Regions from separate parts of the Sus scrofa genome. Here region 1 is linked to region 2. A link is a contact called in public promoter capture Hi-C data. All regions are on one chromosome and are shown on one strand. Each heading gives the region's core, a stretch centred on a gene start, on an enhancer-like site or on the middle of the called end of the contact. The rest is flanking DNA. Distances are from core to core; before and after follow the strand shown.

Region 1 (6,251 bases), core at 1,898-4,397, 4.2 Mb after region 2:
CAGCGGGCCCTGCAGAAGCCAGGAGAACAAATGAATGAGTGAGTGAGAGTGAGCTCCTGGTAGGCGTCATGGTGAGGATGGACAGGTCAGGGCCAGGCCCCTCCACAGGAGTCCCATGAGCCACTAAGTCCCCAGCTCTGGAGGTAGCCGTCCCCTACCCTCCTGAGAGTGCACTCTGAGACCATGGTTTGTGCAGGTCTGGCTGGAGTGATAAATACCCCTCCCTTCTTCCAAGGCTTCAAAAAAGCAGGGAGAGCCTGGGTGGGGTGGGGAGTGGGAGGTGTCTGTTCACACACCAGGAGAAGGTGCCCACACTGGAGACAAACGCAAACGAGGTCAGGAGGGTGGCCCCCACATCCGAAGTCCAACTGTTTTCTCTCTGTGGACAACCTTGGCTCGCACACCTATGGTCTTCCTGAACTTTCCACGGCCATCCATCCCCCGTTCTGTCCCCAGCTGCCTTACTCCACGGTGGGAACCTGACCTTGGCATTCGTTTTCCCATTTTCCCAACCAGAAATGAGGTCTTTTCCCTCCTGTGGGGTCCCCAGCCGGAGGCGGGGGGCGGGGGGAACAGCACACAGTAGGTGTGGCTTGGATGGTGGGGGGAGCAGGAGGGGAGGCAGGTCTCCAGCGGGCTCCTGCCTGCCTGGCCCAGTGGCGGGCACCCAGCAGAGAACAAAGGCCACAGTCAGATGGGCGGGGGCGGGCAAGCGGTCTGTGGGCCGCCCTCAAGGGGCCCCTGGCCGCCTGTCCCTGTGCCAGGGCCCTGTGGGGTGCACCCGGGCCTTGGGGCTGGGCAGAGGTTGTGGCTGAGTGGGGGCCCCCACAGGCTGCTCCTCCCAGTGACTCAGCTCCATGCTGGGCCTCCCCAGAGAAGACAATAGTGGCTTGTGGGTGCCAGGAGGGCCTCCTGGCAGGTGTGAGGAGCCCCAGGGTGGACTGGGCCCCAGAGAGGAGCTTTTGGAACCTTAGTTTCCTCATCTGTACAATGGGTTTAATCACTCAGGCGTGAGGACCTGAGAGCCAAACATGTGGATGGAAAGAACACGTTTGGGACAAAAGGGGGGTTCCTCTGATGGCTCATCTTGGCCCAAGGGGTAGGGGCTGGACAGGTCACAGTCACCACTGTGCTCTAATGCCCGGCACCAAGCCTGGCACACAGTCGGTGGTCAATGATTGCATGGCCCATGAACAGATCATTTCTCCCCTTCAGTGGATGTGTAATTCCAGAAACACTGGCCCCAGCTCTATATGGGTTATACCCTTAGCATTGGAGGGGGAAGGGGTGCTGACCTACCCTGAGTGAGGCTGGGGACCCTGAGGGACCTCTGCCTCAGCCTGGTCCCCAAGAAACCCCCAGGCTAGGGGAAAGCCAGAGCAGGCCACCGACCTGCGAGGTCAGGGTTGGTCCACAGGGAAAGGTAGGGGCCGAGGGGGCCTCCCACCAGATGCCCAGGTCTGCCAGTGGGGAAGAGGCCACAGGATAAGAACACACATCCCTCACTTCATCCTTCCATTTTCCTTATGGGGAAACTGAGGCCCAGACAGTGGGAAGTACTTGCCCAAAGTCCCAGTGGTGTAGGGAGGGATGCCAGATTTGAACCCAGACCCCAAGAACCTCACTCCCCTCCCCAGACCTGTCCCACGTGGGAGCACTCTGGCCCTGGAGGGGTCAGGGTGAGGGTCAGCCCAGTTTGGGCGTGGCAGGAGGGGGCTTTATTAGGCTCCTCCTGAGCTCCCCAATTGCCCCTGGGGCCTTCTCTACTTCCATTCCCCCCAGGATCCCCACTTTCCTTCCTTCCTTTCAGTCCTGTTCCCTGGATTGAGGGCAGCACTGAACTGAACTGGCTCAAGGCTCCAGAAGGGATGGAAGAGCCTTTGCTCCCAGGTAGGAATGAGCCAGGCAGATTCTAGAAGAGCAAGGAGGAGGCTGCTGTGTCAAGAGCCCATCCCTGGCCTGGAGGGGAGTGTAGCTTTCTCTCTGCGGACACAGGGGGCCATGACAGAGTGTGTTATTTTCATTTATAATAATTATTTCCAGGAGTTCCCGTTGTGGTGCAGCGGAAACAAATCCGAGGTTGCGGGTTCGATCCCTGGCCTTGCTCAGTGGGTTAAGGATCCGGCGTTGCGGTGAGCTGTGGTGTAGGTCACAGACTCAGCTTGGATCCTGCATTACTGTGGCTGTGGCGCAGGCTAGCGGCTACAGCTCTGATTAGACCCCTAGCCTGGGAACCTCCATATGCCATGGGAGCGGCCCTAGAAAAGGCAAAAAGAAAAAAAAATTATTTCCATCCTGTAGGGTCTGTGGTTTTCAAAAGCTGAAGAGCCTCTGGACGTGGGAGGGAACTGGGGATCTAAGTGACTCTCACAGACCAGTGAGAGTCAGAAGGTCTTAAGTCCTTGTCCAAACTCAGGCCAAGATCCCATTTTATCGACGAATAAACTGAGTCTCAGGCAGACAAAGGCAACCAGCAAGTCAGAGGCACAGAGTGGGTTCCACGGGGGGAATTTCTGACCCTGAAACAGAGCTGCATCAGTGACCCCACGGGAAAATAGGTCTGATTTATTCCTTCCAAGTCTGGAATGCCCGCTCGCAAGACCCAGCAGCAGGGGCCAGACCTAGGAACTCAGACACGACCAAGCCCAAAAGGCCGTGCGGCCGGCCATGCACACCTGAGAATAAAACTCCAAGCCCCACCTCCCCCATCGCTTCTCGCGGCCTCTCGCTCGGAGAGTCCCGCCTCCTTCTTTACCCGGACGCGCAGAGGGGAGGGCGGGGCGGGGCGGAGCCTGGTTGCGAACGGCCGGCATCCCCGCCAATCAGGCTTTCGCACCTTCCAATTGGCCTCGTCCGCTCGGCCTTCTCTTTCCATCGCTCGGTCCTTCCCGCTTGCGTCACGGCTATGCGGCCAATCCACGTGCGCCTCCGCTCTGGAAGATAGTCCCTGCCCCCACCTCATGCCGTTGGCCCACGATTCTTCGGATCGCCCGCTCCAGGCGCTGGGCTCCGCGGGCCCGCTGCCGCGTTCGGCGGGAGCGTGGGGCGGACGTGTGGCAGTGGGCGGCGTGCAAACCGCGGCGGAGGGATCCGCGGGCGGACGCGGGGCGGAGCTGATGAGGGGCGGGGCCTGTAGGGGGCGGGGCGCGGGTTGGGGGCGGAACATGTCTCCCGCCGCAGGAAGATGAGGCAGCGGCGGCGGCCGCGGGCGTAGCGGGCCGGACCGAGCCCAGCGACACGGCCGGCGGGCACCGCGGCCTCCGTTCGCGTCGCCTCCGCCAGTGCCCGGACCGCGGACGGTCCGCCGAGCGGATACGCGGGGAGCCGGGCTACGCGCCACCGCCCACGCGCGCCCCTCGGGGCCGCGACGCCCCTTTGTCCGGGGGGGCCGTTCATGTCGCCGCCCCCCGCGCGCTGCGGGCCGGGCCGCGCCGAGCAGGTGAGCGCGCCGGGACCCTCCGCCGCTCGGTGCCTGGCGGGCTGGGCCGCTCTGGGGTGCGGAGACTCCGAGCAGTGGCTGGCCGGGCGGGGGGCGGCGCGGCCGAAGTCATTGTTCTCCAACTTTGCGCGCCGGAGGGGGCAGGCGACGTGGAGGGCGCGCTCGGGCCCGCGCGCCCCCGCCAGTCGGCACTTGAGGAAAGTTTGCGGAGCCGGGCGGGGGCGCGGGGGGCGCCGCTGGGCTGCCCAACTTCGCGGCGGGGTAGCGGCGCGGGGCCCGCGGGCGCCCCCTCCCCCGGGGGCCCGGCCGGCGCCGGAGTTTGGAGGGGAGCGAGAGAGGGAGAAGGAGCGTCCTTTTGTCTGCGGGGAAGGTGCGCCGCGCCACTGCAGGCGGGGGCCGAAATCCTGGCCGGGGGCCGCATCTGCTCCGCGGTACGCGGGCACGGGCGGCGGCTGCTTCGGGGCGAGCAGCGCAGTGGCGGCGGCAGCGCCGCGAGCTTCAAAGGGCTCCCGGGCCGCGCCGCCCGCACCGGCTGCTGGGGGGGGGTAGGGTGGGGGTTGGTTTCCCGGGCCTCCTCCCACCCCTCCCCCCAGAGCGAGAAGTTCCTTGCCCCTCTTTCTCCCAAAGTGGTTTCGTACATCTTTTGAGTTCGCTTCGAGTCTCCAAAAGTCCTTGTGATACCCCAGAAGTGTCTCGGATCTCCTTGAAAAGCCTGTTTCAGTCTCCCCCACCCCAGGTCTGCCTTAAAATCGGTTTCAGCTACCCCACAAAAAAGTGCGGTTTCGTACTCCTCAAAAAAGTCAGTTTCACACGCCCTCCAAAGAAGAAAAAGCTTCGCGGAGGAGGGGGTGCTCTGGGGCATCCGTTTCACACCCGTCTCCAGTTGGCAAACAAAGCGGGGGTTTCTCCTTTTCTGATGTCGGGTCTTCCTCAACCTCGGAACCCCCTCTAACCCCTCGGTTTCTGCTTGCCGCTCCCGCCCCCTTCTGGGTCCCCGGGGAGAGAAGCTGGAGGGACTTCGCTGTCTGACTGTGGGACGGAGACCCTCATCGGGGTGTGGGACGGGGCTTGGCAGGTGGATCCCCCACCCCGTTCTAGAAAGGAGCCCTGGGGACCCTGTTGGGGAAACCCTGGTATTAGGACAACTCCCCCCCCCCCTTCCAGGGCCGGGAGGCAAGGAATGTTTTTAAAGTTGCTTAAAAATAATTCCCGGATACATGGTGACAATAAAACAACCTAGGGTGGCTTTTCTTCTTTCAGAGTTCAGTTGTTTTTTGTGGGAGGAGGAGGCGAAGTGTGGAGGGAAGCTGTGAGGGTAGGTCCTTGTGTTGGGCGGACCCCTCCTTTAGCCCTGGAGCGGGAAGGGGGATTTGCCTGCCGTCCTACTTGTGGATTTAATTCCCCTTGAATTTGGGGGTGCCTGGGTCTTCAACGTGCACTGACAGCTGCCGGGTGGGGGGGAGTCACCAAATTTCCCTTGGGGCGGGGCTGGGGTCGCCCCTCCCCCTTCCCAGGGGCGGGGCCAGTGGGAAGCCTGGGGGTGGTTGGAAATGAGAGAAGTGGCGGGGAAGAGGGGCGGGTTCTGCCCGAGCTGGGAAGGGACCACTCCGCCCCGCATCCAGTTTAAAATTTGCAACTTGATTCCCTGGTGGTCGCTGAGGGAGTTTCGGGAATCTGAACTCTGTGCGCTCCCCCACCCATTGTTCAAATTCCCCGAGGGCTCTGGGGAGGGGTCTCAAGGGGCCCAAATCCCCGAATCCTGGCCGCCTTGCCCCCACCCCCAGGGTCTGGAAGGGACTCGGCGTGGGAAGACCCAGAGCCTCAGAGCAGCTAGAGGGGCTCTTAGCTCCTCCACTCCCATCGGTCCGCCTCAGCCTTCGGCACTCATACCTCTTCTCTTCTCCTGCCCCTGCACCCGCCGTGGGTCACCACACAGGGCTGTCTCTAGGCCTGAGGAGCCCCTCCTGGCCCTTGGCCATCGGGCCCCCGTTGCTGCTGGAGAATGAACCAGCCGCAGAGGATGGCGCCCGTGGGCACGGACAAGGAGCTCAGTGACCTCCTGGACTTCAGCATGGTGAGTGGTCCCACCCTCCCTTCCCCCCCCTTATGCACGGCGCCCTACAGGCTCCCCAGGAAAAAAGCATCTGCCAAAAACACCCCCAGCATTTGGACCTCAAACTTGTTTGGGTGAAAGGGCCCCAGGTGGGGCTGGGGAAGTTGGGGTGCATGCCAAAGGATGGACTGGCACCCCTCATGGCAGGGAGCAGTGTCCAGAGGAACCTGTCACACAGCTCTTTGCCCAGCACAGACTGAGTCCAACCTGCCCTTTTACAGAGGGAGAAACAGGTCCAGAGTGAGGGAGGGGTCTGCCCAGGGCCTCTAGCTCCTCCTTGGTGGGGTTTGTCCCTGAGGTCCTAGCTTGGCCCTGGGCACACAGTGACCTTGGTTTTTGACCTATACAGTGGTGTGATCAGAGTTATTCACTCCCTTGTGGATGCAAAGAACAGGGGTGCCCAGCGCCTCAGTGACCCACATGAAGGGACCTTCTGTTAGTGGGGAGAGGACACAGATAGCAGTGGATCTGTAATTCTTCAGTCATTTAGTCACATGGGAGCCAGAATGGTGGGTCACCAGCAGTTCAGGTGCAGGTGATGGGAGGAGACCTTGAGAGCATTGCACGGGAATCTGTGGGCAGTGCTGGCTCTGCGGGGGTTGGGGGGGGGTGTCCTTACACTTCCTGGGCAGTGTGCTCCACTCAACATAGCCCCTTCCCCCAACCAGGCTGATGGAGGTTCAGAGAGGGTGCCAGCTT
Region 2 (6,805 bases), core at 2,607-5,106:
ATTGCTGCCACAGAGGGGACCCGGACAGCTGCTTCAGCCTGGTGAGAGCCCCCTTGTCCTTCTCCATTTGCCCATCCACCTTGCCAGCCTCTCCTCCACCTCCAGGACGGCAACTTCTCTCCCCACCCCGACCCAGCCTGACCTATCAGGAAGACCAAGATGGCAAGCAGATGACGAGACACCACCAGAGCCCCGGCCCTTGTCCCTGCCTGTCAGCCCGCCATCTCTGCACACCCCCCAGCTTTTGGATGCCGGGACCTCCTCAGAACACCCCATTTCCCAGCTGCCCCCAGAGGCCAGCGGAGAAATCGCTTCTCCATCAGGGCCTTCAACAGCTTCTGCAGACCCCAGCAGCAAAGGGGACTCCGTATCCTCCCTCACAGAGCCCCAGTCTCTAACCCTCCACCTCTCCCCTCCCCACAAGGCAAGCGAAGACCCCATAGCCCAGGAGAACCCCAGCTCCCAGCTCTCCACCCAGCCCCACCCTCCAGAAAGCCCTCAACGTCCGGTCCCCACCAAGCCCAACTCAGATACGACCTGGACATCCCAACCCCTTGATTCTTCCTCGGATCCTGGTTCCCCAGAGAATCCCAGAGCCCAGCCTTCTGAGGTCCTGCAAGTGGAGCACACTCACCTCCAGCCCCCCAAGGAGCTGGGAGGCCCCGGACGCCCTGCTAGCACTTGGCAAGAGCCTGCAACCAGGAGCCGGCCCAGAGTCTCTGAGCTTAAAAAGTGTTTTGAAGCTTAAGGATCAGGGTCTGGAGGAGAATCCAGCCCCTCAATAAAGCCGCCAAGATCCCAAAGCTGGTTTTTCCTGGTGGGTTTATCTGGGAGCCTTCTTTCTGCTCAGAAACCGCCCCCCCACACACACACACCTTTCCTGCTGAGGCAGCCTCCAGCTGACTCTTGGGTGCAGCTAAAAGCCCCTCCTCCCTTCCAGGAAGCCCTCCCAGCCCCTAAGTTCCTCCAGACCTTACAATTCATCTCTCAACAGCCTCTGCACCCTGCACGTGTCTCCTTCACCTAGGCTAATACCTGTCCCCACCAGCCCTCCAAAGGTTTAATTATATATATCGCACTCCCCATTATACATAGAGAGATATATAAAAAGTAAGCCACCTCACTCTCCCTTGCCTTCAAGGGCAGAGTCTTTGAAGCACCTTCTTCCCTTCTATTCTTAAGCCCTGGCCGGGTTTGATTGCCCAGAAAGGACTCTGCCTTCCCCCAAGGTAACACAGCCAGGAAGGGTGATGGATAGAGGAAAGGGACCTAGATGGGCAGGCAGCCCCGCACCGTCTCCTTGGAGTCCTGGGGAGCCCGGGCCTCAGCTGCGTGGGAGAACTGAAAGGAAAGGAGATGGGAGTTGTTGGGCTTTTGTGGCAAGGGGACAGATGGCTGAGCCAAGGTGGTGCAGCAAGCGGGGAGGCGGGTCCCCAGCCCTGGCACCCCAACAGCGGGCAGAGACAAGCAGAGGTGGCATGCTTCGAAGAGCCCGCCCAGCAGGCACCCCTTGGCCCCCCAGGTCCTCCTGAACCATCAGAGGCTGGTGTCTCAGTGGCGGCTGCCATATGTGAGCAAGTGCCGGGCAGTCCTGGGTAGTGGTGGTGGCTGCGGCCAGCCCCAGGGTTCAGATGAGCCGCTCCTCAGGCGGCAGCTTGAGGTTGGGGGGTGGTGGAGCTCGGGCACCCACCTGCTCCTCACTGCTGGGCCGGTAGGTGCCCTCTGTCTGCCGCTTTTCCCGAAGCTTCCGCACCAGTAGTGCCAGGCCCACAGCCAGGAGCAGGGCGGCCAGGAGGGAGAAGACCACAATGATGGCAGTGATGGCCTCCTGAGACTGTGGGAGAGGGGAGAGGTGTGACCCACCTGAACCTGGGTCTCCTGTCCACCCCCACCTGAGAATCAGCTGGGGAACCCTAATCCCTTCCCCCCACACCTGCCACTTTTGCTGATGGGGTTCCTCTATCAGGATTCCTGATCTCCATCAATCACATCTGGTCCTGGACTCCCCCATCTGCCATGTCTGGGGTCCACCCGAAGCACCTGCCACATCTAGTTCCTAGCTCCCCCCTACCCCCTGCATGAGAGGCATATGAGGCTCCTGACTCCCCACTCTTGCTATGTATGATATTCTCTCTTTTTTTTAATGGCTGCACCCGAGGTACATTGAAATTCCTGGGCTAGGGATCCAATACAAGCCACAGCTGCAGCAACATCCAATCCTTAACCCACTGCACTGGGCCAGGGATTGAACCCAGGCCTCAGCAGTGACCCAAGCTGCTGCAGTTGGATCCTTAACCCGCTATGCCAGAGTGGGAAGTCCCCGTGTACGGTATTCCTGTCCACCCCTTCCTGGGATTCTTGGCCTCTCCATTTGCCATGCTGGAATCTGGTCTCTCCCACTTAGGGTCCTCCAATGCCCTCCTCCACAAAAACTTAACCAGCTACCTCCGGGAGTCTAGGCCCCTCCACCTGCTAGAGAGGGACTCCTGAATAACACATCCCTGCCGCCCTTCTGCACGTACACCCCAACTCACCAGGCCCCCACTGGAGCCAGAGCCGGCGGCGGAGGGTGTAAAGGAGCTGCTTGCATTTGCAGGGGAGACTGATGCTGTGGGAAGGGAGGGAGGAGAAAGGGTAGAGAAGATGAATGAATCTCCATCTACCCTTTCCATCTTGAGACGTCTGCATCTTCCTTGGGCATCCCCTCATCAGACCTCTGCACTTCTGCGTCTTCCATTAGGTCAGTACCCTCCACACAGGGGCCACCCCCAAACCAGCAGTAAGTAATCAGCTAACAAGTTTGCAGTTAGCATGGAGTTGGGGGCTATTGTAATGGATGGTGTCCGGAAGCCCAACCCCACCTCTCCGGCCCTCCCTCTGCCCTTAAGGATCTGGGCGGATCCTGCCTTTCCCTGGAGTGTCTGACTCACACCTCCCCCAAGGCTCCCGAAACTGGACTAGAGGGCTCACTGAAAGGCAGGGTCCACACCTATGGTCAACCTGGGCTTGGAGCCCCAGGCAGGCCTCCTCCTGACTCCCAAGTCCCCCAAACTCTTCAACCATACTGAGACTCAGGCATGCAGGCCTCTTCCCCCAGCTCACCATTCCGCCCAACTCAGGAATTCTCCTAGGCCAGCTCTAACCATCCAAGGAAGAACTCAGAAATTCTAACCCCTCAGCCCTGACCCTGTAGAATCCTGCCCCCCAAGGCATTCTGTGTCAGCTCCTGGGTTCCTGACATCTCAGGGACCCAGGAACCCAGCGCTTCTAACCCCAGAGCCCAGCAACCCCAGCTGGTACCTACTTTGCCCCCAGACCCGGCCCCAGCGGGCCAGCAGCAGCGGCAGGCCGAGCGCCAGGAGCAGCCCCAGACCGGGGCTCGCCATGGGCCGGGCAACGAGCTGGTGGCACCAGGGACGGGGCTTGTCGCGCACACCACTCCTACCGCATCTCCGGCCGGGGATACCTTCGACCCCTCACCTGGGAGCAAAAGAAGGAGAAAGGCCGGGGCGTGGGGGAGGGGGCCAGACCCGGGCGCAGGCCCATGGGAGGGGCGACCCGCGCCGTGCACCCGGGAGCCCCGCCCCGCCCCCGTCGCCAGAGGTCAGAGATTAAAGATTAACTCGCGGCGGCGCGTTCCAGGGGCTGGGAAAAGGGGAGAGGAAAGGGGGAAAGGGCGGCAGGCCAAGCCTAGCGACTTGCCTCCCTACCTGGCCCGAGCGTCTTCAACCTCACTCAAGTTCCTGGTCCCGGTCCCTCTCTCGAACCCTCAGTGCGTCGGTCAGTGCTCGGTCGGACTCTTCCAGCTCCGCCCGCTCACGTGACCCGGAAAGTTTAGTCACTTACCTGGGAGGGGAGCGCACTTCCGGCTTATGCACCTGAGCCTAGATGAGAGGGCGGAGCCAAGCAGGGGCGGGGCCGCGCCACGGACGCACCTGTAACGGGAACCCAATCCTATTATTCGGAGGGAGTAACTAGGGGCGGAAGGGCGCAGGTGCAAAAGAGGCCTCCCACCACCTGCACTGAGGGCACCTCTGTAGAAGCATCCAGATGTGGAGACACCTGAGACTTGGAGACACTCCTGTCTGGGACAGACCGGGATAGGGGGCCTCTAATGAAAAAAACACCTGTGTGGGACACACCTGCATGGGAGTGAACGTGTATAGAAAACATCTGCACGGATGTGTAAGAATGTCTATTGGAGACTTCTGCTTTGAATCCTATCTATTTGGAGTATAGCTGAATGGAAGCATAGCTGTGTGGAAAATAGCTGTATAGAACACACTTGCATTATAACAAACACCTGGCTGAGGCACTTTGGCACCGGTTACATCTGCTTGGAGAACACCTCTGGGTGGCTCACCTATGAAATGAACAAGACTTGCATGAGAAATTTCTGTGTGAAAAGATGTTAGAGACACCTGTATGAGACACACCTGCATTTAAGTACACCTTCAGGGGACCCAGATCAATGGAAAGCCCCATATGGGTGAATACTTAAACAGAACACATCAGTGGTAGGGTAGGCCATATAATGCATACCTGGGTGGTGTAACACCTGTTGAGAAACATACCTGTGAGGTGAAGGAAAGAGACTTGCATGAGGGGAAGCTGGGTAAAACTGAGCTCGACTGAGATGAAGAGCTGAGAATGTCTGCATGAGGAACACTCACTGAAGCACAAGGTGGGGGGGGCGTGTGCATTAACGTCTACCTGTCAGGGATGTACCTGTGAGAAAACACTTGTTTAGGGCATCTTCGTGGGAAAATATCAGTATCCCCCGGATTGTAGGGCACCTTCCAAGAACCACCTGTGAATAAAAACATCTCTGAGGGGACTCTCTATAAAAGGCTTGTCTTGGACACACCTGTTTGAGCACACCTGTCTGGGCAGAAGCTTAGTGGAACCATATGTACCCTCACTGGCCATATATCTTGGGATAAAGAAGGGTGGTGATAAGACGACCCCCTTCTAGGGACTCTGGAGTGAAGAGTGATGGTTAAGGAAAAATTAATCCCTTCTAGGATACAGAGTATTGATGGGTAAAAATCTCAGGTCGGCTTAAAGCTCTGCCTTGCCCCTTACTGATCATGTGGACTGGGGCGACTGGCTTACCCTCCTGTTTCTTTATCTGTGTACTGGGAAAAACAGACCCACCTACTTTATAGGGATTTGACGAAGACGACTCGAGAAGTGAGTAAAAGGCCTGGCTTGTGCAACGCACTGAATCAGTGTTAGCTATTGTTGTAATTATTCGCCTTCAAAAGGTCTGGGCGCCCCTCCCCCTAATGGTGAATCGAGAAACTGCGCCCGAAACTAGTGGGAGGGACATTCGGCAGGTGCAGCGAGCGCGACAGACCGGTGCCCCGCCTCCATCGCTCGGCTATAAGGTCTTCATCCCCAGCTACTCCTAGGACTCTGAGATCTGCACCAGGAGAGTCGGGAGAAAGCAGACTGCTTGGTGTCCGGCCAAGGCCCCTTTAAGACTTTTGGGCGAGTCGGGGGCGGTGGGGCCCAAGGCAGCCCAGGGTCAGAGGGGAGGCCCCGCCTAGATGGGTGGGCAAGGCGGGACAGGCGGGCGCAGCTTCTGCGCTCTGGCCAATAGGAAACCGACTCCGCAGCCGCGCCGCGCGTTGATCTTCCGTTTCCCGGCCTGAGTGGGACCGAGAAAGGAGGCGCGCGGTCGAGATGAAAACACAGAGGGAGAGCAAGGCTTCGGCTTCTGTGGCCGGGTGGGGAATGTGAAATGAGCCGGCGGGCCGACGGAGGGCTAGATGGGGCAGAGTTGGTTCTTGAGTACGTCTAGGAAAAGCGAGAACGTTCGTTCCAGAAGAGGATTAGTAGAGGAGAGAGGTCAAGTGGAAAAGGATTACGTAACCCACTCCCTGACATCTCCCTACCTCGCCCCGTTGGGCAGAGGGTAAACTGAGGCATGCAGGAGCGGAACTCAGAAACCAGATCTGAAATCAATGATCTCTCTAGCCTCCCTTCCCAGAATGAACCCTGTTGCTCCCTAAACTGTGCTAACACCAGAGCATCCCTGACACCCGCCCCCCGCAACAGCTCCGCGCCCAGCCCCCTCCCCCAAATGCAGGTCGGGGGAGGAGACGCAAGTTCTGGCGCAGGCGGCGACAGCAAGCAGTCACCACCTCCTACAAGTGCGGGAGCCCGGCAGGCAGAGCTGAGGCTGAGGTAGCAGTGGCCGCGGAGCTGGCCCTGCGGGGTCCCGGGGGGGAGAGGGGGAGCCGTCAAGCCCCCGTTGAGGCCGCCGCTGCCGGGCCTCCCCTCCCCCCGGGCTGGCGCCATGCGGGGGGGCCCGGGCGATGCGGAGCGGCGTCAGCGCTGGGGTCGCCTCTTTGAGGAGCTGGACAGTAACAAGGATGGTCGCGTGGATGTCCACGAGTTGCGCCAGGGACTGGCCCGGCTGGGAGCGGGTGACCCGGACCGTGGCGCCCAACAGGTACCCCCTCTGGGACCCTCTCCTGGCTCGCCGCGCTGGGGCCCATTCCGAGCCGGGTAACCCGAGCCCCTGAATGGAGCGCCGGGAGCCGCCCTGGACCGCCTGTGGCTGGACTCCGGGACCTGTGACCAGCTTGGGTGTCTCGGTCCCTTCCCCCTGCCCGCCCGTATCCGGGCTTAACGGGCTCGCTCAAGACAGGGCCACTGAGGCCCCAGGCCTGCAGTTCCGCTGCCAAACTCGCCCGCCTCCTCCGTCGGAGTGGGGGATGACCTCCAGGGAATGGGACCACGTGTGCTTTCCTGCCCACTGCCCGGGACACACCCTCCTCTGAACTCTTTGCACAGC

The links. Promoter capture Hi-C pulls out the DNA fragments that hold promoters and counts their contacts.
Region 1: a promoter capture Hi-C map of liver shows a contact between it and region 2, with 15 times the contacts expected there. The contact joins the promoter of TCF3 here to the promoter of CRB3 in region 2. A contact is called at or near these places in 1 of 5 promoter capture datasets (liver) and 1 of 47 Hi-C or Micro-C datasets (blood).

The regions. Positions count from the first base shown.
Region 1 is chr2:76,855,932-76,862,182 of Sscrofa11.1, forward strand. TCF3 (transcription factor E2-alpha) reads left to right here and starts at 3,148. Exons shown (of 21, transcript XM_021084225.1): 1 at 3,148-3,439; 2 at 5,376-5,513. The coding sequence starts at 5,442.
Region 2 is chr2:72,619,410-72,626,214 of Sscrofa11.1, forward strand. CRB3 (protein crumbs homolog 3) reads right to left here and starts at 3,857. Exons shown (of 5, transcript XM_003123115.4): 1 at 3,711-3,857; 2 at 3,305-3,480; 3 at 2,535-2,608; 4 at 1,691-1,834; 5 at 1-1,341. The coding sequence starts at 3,386. The coding sequence ends at 1,270. DENND1C (DENN domain-containing protein 1C) reads left to right here. Exons shown (of 23, transcript XM_003480816.4): 22 at 1-41; 23 at 137-803. The coding sequence ends at 748. It overlaps SLC25A23 (solute carrier family 25 (mitochondrial carrier; phosphate carrier), member 23), which reads left to right and starts at 6,305. Exons shown (of 10, transcript NM_001246246.1): 1 at 6,305-6,460. The coding sequence starts at 6,305.